Linked DNA regions of Mus musculus: region 2 is linked to region 1. A link is a contact called in public HiChIP or PLAC-seq data. All regions are on one chromosome and are shown on one strand. Each heading gives the region's core, a stretch centred on a gene start, on an enhancer-like site or on the middle of the called end of the contact. The rest is flanking DNA. Distances are from core to core; before and after follow the strand shown. Region 1 has its middle 7.3 kb from the start of Gm30443. Region 2 overlaps Ptpn13 (protein tyrosine phosphatase, non-receptor type 13).

Region 1 (2,538 bases), core at 14-2,513:
ACGAAAATAGATTCAAAGCTACAGTACAGTTTAGTGCAAAGCTAACGTGGCCGCCTCCATCTGTTCTGGGATAACTCACTCTCGGGCTCAATCTCTCCCACCCCGAGCTTCCCCAATTACTCTGAGCATACCTTCACTCTTCCTTGTTCTTGGCTACTTTGTGGCCTGGCTGTGGATGTTTCTTTAAAATCGAGTGTTTGAGCAGTGGGAGCCAAGAGTTGCTAAATAAATATATTTTACCAAAGTATTGCTCCCTTCTCATGGTCCTGCTGTTTGGTTTTCCCACCTCTGTGGACTCCACACCCACAGACTCAGCCTCACGTTCTCTCTAACTAGAGATCGTGGAAACTAACCTCCCTGCTCTCTCCCTGTTCCAGGGAGGCCCGATTCGATCCCGCAGCCTGGAAGCAGGAGTCTGATACCATACAGCTCCCAAGGCTCTGCATTCATTATTACTCCACTTTCCCGCTGAATAATATTGCCTTCGTTACCTACCTCGCCAGAACGCACAAACAGTGAGATATCTTTCTGCTCTTCCCAGTGACTTCGACTGTGTACGCCATGCTTGTTTCAGATACAGTCAGGAGTTACTGGGGTATTTTAGGGATCACACTATCATTACCAATCAAGGGGGTGGTGGTGTGTTTTAGAAAAAGAAAGGAAGCCAGGGATGTGTTTGGTGGAGGCGAGGTATGGTGTGGGGGGAGGGGTGTGTCTCTTCAGGCCATGTAGAAGCATCCCTTTCTGCTGAGGGACAGGCCATGGTATAGAATAGAATAGTTTATTTAGGGCAGGGGGGGGGGGGAATTGAGAGAGTAGAGACAGAAAAAGGCAGAGAGAGAGAGAAATAGAGAGAGGGAGGAAGGGAGGAGGAGGGGGGGAGGAGGAAGAGGAAGAGGAGGGAAGTTGGGAGGGGAGGGGAGTAGAAACCGGCCATGAGCACATGGAGAGAAAGTGGGGAGAGGAAAGGGGAAAGAGGAGGAAGAGGGTACGGGATCAAAAGCAAGAGGAGAAGAGCAAGAGAGGGGGTGGGCAAGCAGCCCCTTTTATGGTGAGTCAGGCATACCTGGCTGTTACCAGGTAACTATGGGGCAGAGCCTAGAGGAAATGTCTACAGGTGGTAGTTTTTAAGTTAACCACAAAACCTCTTCAAATGCAAATGTATCACTTTTTCTTTTGTTTACCTGAGTTCTAACAAACTGTATGTGCACTGTTCTGGGAATCCATGAGTCCCAGGGCAGAAACGTCAAGATGTGTAAGACCCAGAAACGTCATCTAATGCAAATTTGAGCATGCCCGCTCACTGTACTGAAAGTGTCCACAATGACATCATCTGAGTACCATTCTTTAACCCCATGATTCACATACCTGCCCCTGAGGCAGCTTCGTAAATATCCCCAGCAAGGAAGTGCACCGTGGGCTCCCTAGACCGGGTCATACCATTGATCACCGTTTTGGAAACGAAGTGAACTCCTCCGGCCCAAATCTTCCGGGACTGGAATCCATTATGATAACACATTGGAATGCCACCGCCCAATTAAAGGAAATGCGGTTTCCTCAAAGAAACTTCTCAGAATTGGAGCAGGATGGATGTAATATGAACCCAGTGCTTCCTGTAGTATCAAAAAGCTTAGTCAAAGGGACAGGAGCACAACAGAGGAGCACAGAAGTCCACCTGAGAGGGCTTGCAGTGGCTAAGGCTGGGCTAATTAGGGTGGTAACAGAGACAGCAATTCAGTAGGTTATCAGCCGGTATTTAAATAATTACCTGTGAGCTCATAGTGTTATAAGTGAATAGGTAGGGAAAGGCAGAGTGAATTCCACTTGGTAAATTCTTGGTCTTCCAGGAAGGTGGAGGTTAATTCCCCCCGCAGGCCCCCTCCTGCTTCAGTGGCCTGTTTCCAGAGAATGTAACCAGAAGCATTGAGACTTCACTAAGAAGAAATCTGGCAAGCAACAGGGGAGACTCACATCATCAACACGAGCTTGTTGGATGCCCGTATACCTGAGAGGCTGTGAGGGAAGGTGCTTCTTTCTAGAACGTTCTAATCACAAAAAGATCAGGTATCCCCAGTTCAGAGGACTTTTCTACAAAAGACCTATCCAGCTCAGTGCCTCACAGACAAGCTAGGAACCAGGACAGACCAATGGACAGGACAACTTACCATAATGCCATGTTCCAGCTTGGGTCTTAGGATAGAAAAAAAAAAAAAAAAAAAGGTATTGCTGGGGGGTGGGGGGAGTGGCGAAAAACAAAGACAAAAACAACAACAAACCTAGTGAAATCTAGATCTGAAATTTAGTTAATTGTGACAGGGTTTCTCTGTAGAGCCCTGGCTGTCCTGGAACTCACTCTGTAGAGCAGGTTGGCCTCAAACTCAGAAATCTGCCTGCCTCTGCCTCCCAACTGCTGGGATTAAAGGCATGCGCCACCACTGCCCAGCTATGGCTTGCACACTTAAAGGACTTTTAATCCCAGCACTTGGCAGGCAGATTTCTGAGTTCCAGGACAGCCTGGTCTACTGAGTGAGTTCCAGG
Region 2 (2,538 bases), core at 23-2,522, 110 kb after region 1:
TGTCACAGGTATGCTGAGAGCATGAGTGTCACAGGTACACTGAGAGCATGAGTGTCACAGGTACGCTGAGAGCATGAGTGTCACAGGTACACTGAGAGCATGAGTGTCACAGGTACGCTGAGAGCATGAGTGTCACAGGTATGCTGAGAGCATGAGTGTCACAGGTACACTGAGAGTATGAGTGTCACAGGTACACTGAGAGCATGAGTGTCACAGGTATGCTGAGAGCATGAGTGTCACAGGTACACTGAGAGCATGAGTGTCACAGGTACACTGAAAGCATGAGTGTCACAGGTATGCTGAGAGCATGAGTGTCACAGGTACACTGAGAGCATGAGTGTCACAGGTATGCTGAGAGCATGAGTGTCACAGGTACACTGAGAGCATGAGTGTCACAGGTACACTGAGAGCATGAGTGTCACAGGTATGCTGAGAGCATGAGTGTCACAGGTATGCTGAGAGCATGAGTGTCACAGGTACACTGAGAGCATGAGTGTCACAGGTATGCTGAGAGCATGAGTGTCACAGGTACACTGAGAGCATGAGTGTCACAGGTACACTGAGAGCATGAGTGTCACAGGTATGCTGAGAGCATGAGTGTCACAGGTATGCTGAGAGCATGAGTTTCACAGGTACACTGAGAGCATGAGTGTCACAGGTATGCTGAGAGCATGAGTGTCACAGGTACACTGAGAGCATGAGTGTCACAGGTACTCTGATAGTGTTAGTGTCACAGGTACACTGAGAGCATGAGTGTCACAGGTATGCTGAGAGCATGAGTGTCACAGGTATGCTGAGAGCATGAGTGTCACAGGTACACTGAGAGCATGAGTGTCACAGGTATGCTGAGAGCATGAGTGTCACAGGTATGCTGAGAGCATGAGTGTCACAGGTACACTGAGAGCATGAGTGTCACAGGTATGCTGAGAGCATGAGTGTCACAGGTACACTGAGAGCATGAGTGTCACAGGTACTCTGATAGTGTTAGTGTCACAGGTACACTGAGAGCATTTGTCCAGTTTCATTTTCAGAATGGGAATGTTTATTCCATCCTGTTTCACGTTAGAGAAAGTGACATTTAGAAAGTAGGAACAAAATTTAGGAACAAATAAGTTCTAGATTTATAATTAATCACCCTGTAGTATATACTATAATTTCAGAAGATCATAATTTATCACAAAATGCTACTATGAGGAAAGAGGAAGGGAGATAAGGCGACGGAGGGAGAAAGGAAGAGGCCTAGATGGTGGCGGAGGATGACAGGAAATGGAGAATAGCTGTCCCAAGCAGTTTTTGTTTCAGTATGAAGCTGAATCAGGAGATTGATTTATACGTATATGGGTTCTAATGCACATATGAAAAGGACTGAGTATTTAGAGAATTCTGTATTATAAGTAGCTTTATCAAATTCTTCAGTTTTGGACAGTAAGTTCTACATAGATTTTTGTCAGCTACCCTAATAGAACATAGAACCAAGAGGTCTGTAAATTCTCTCCATGAACTGCTTGAACTAGAGCAGGAATGTGCACATGAGATGATTTTATTCTGAATTTCTTAATTAGTCCCTGTTGCCTTTGCTGACTGTTCCCTTATACCATGTTTTTAGCCCGATTACAATCATTTACCTTTTTATTTTATTTATTTTTGGAGACAAGAGTCTTGCTATGTAACCCAAGATGTCCTTAAACTACTAAATAGCCCAGGTTGTCCTCAGGCTCATAACGTGCCTGCCCTCCAGCCTCAGCATCCTGAGTGCGGGATTACAGTCGCACAGTCCAAGGTGGAATTCTAAAGGAAATGGCAGGGCCCAGGAAGAAAGAAGGGCTGTTAAATTGTGATAGGTTTTTAGTTTGAGAGAACACTGAAATGTGCTTGAAGTTGTTTCTTTCCATACCAAGTTTCTAACTGCACCCCTGGCTGGTTGAGCTTGAACAGCAACTCCTCCCGCGGAATGTTAGTAGTCTCCAGAAAGAACCACGTTGACTGCTGGAGTTGGTTCATATCAGGTTTACTTTTTCATAATAATAGTGTTCTTGGAGTGTGGTCAGCGCACAGCCGAGGCACAGGCCTTAGCGCTCACTCTAAGCTTCTGGAACCTACTTTTTGAATATTCTTTGGCCAACATTCTTTGAAGGATTTTGAAAACATTTGCTTTGAGTTCCTTCCGTTTGGTTGTCAGGAAGTGGGAATTAAAGACTGATTCCAGCCGCAACTCTAAAATCCCCTCACTTGTAGGTTTGCATAAGCCTTTATAATTATTTAAAAATATATTCTGTGGTTTGACTACATTACCTCAAGAATCCAGTACTTAAATGTCATGTATATGTTTTGGAAATTGAAAGCAATGCGTTTTGTGGTCAAAATTGCTCCAGATTTATTACATGGCACTTTAAAACCACTTCGAAAACATTTGTGGCATTTCTGTGTATTTTTAAAAGAGAAAAGTCATGCTGCGCCCCCTGCCCCCCACACTTTATAATTCGATTTTTCCGTATTCGGTACCATTTCTCTGCCAAAATTCTTGCTATTCCCTCTCCA

Evidence for each region. HiChIP or PLAC-seq counts read pairs in DNA pulled down with a chosen protein or histone mark.
Region 2: a contact with region 1 is called in an H3K27ac HiChIP or PLAC-seq map of regulatory T cells, with 3 times the contacts expected there. The contact joins two enhancer-like sites. A contact is called at or near these places in 7 of 484 Hi-C or Micro-C datasets (embryonic fibroblasts, embryonic stem cells, epidermal suprabasal cells and 4 more) and 4 of 115 datasets of contacts at active chromatin or transcription factors (fibro-adipogenic progenitors, kidney, regulatory T cells and 1 more).

The regions. Positions count from the first base shown.
Region 1 is chr5:103,366,023-103,368,560 of GRCm38.p6, forward strand. No RefSeq gene overlaps it. Among named protein-coding and RNA genes, the nearest start is that of Gm30443, 7.3 kb to the left of the region's middle. Within about 2 kb of position 1,264, at least 53 of the 459 cell types and tissues checked have an H3K27ac peak or open chromatin away from gene starts, as enhancers often do. A contact at or near this core is called in memory CD8 T cells and regulatory T cells, where this site is marked.
Region 2 is chr5:103,471,624-103,474,161 of GRCm38.p6, forward strand. All of the region lies in intron 2 of Ptpn13 (protein tyrosine phosphatase, non-receptor type 13), which reads left to right. Among named protein-coding and RNA genes, the nearest start is that of Ptpn13, 48 kb to the left of the region's middle. Within about 2 kb of position 1,273, at least 13 of the 459 cell types and tissues checked have an H3K27ac peak or open chromatin away from gene starts, as enhancers often do. A contact at or near this core is called in memory CD8 T cells and regulatory T cells, where this site is marked.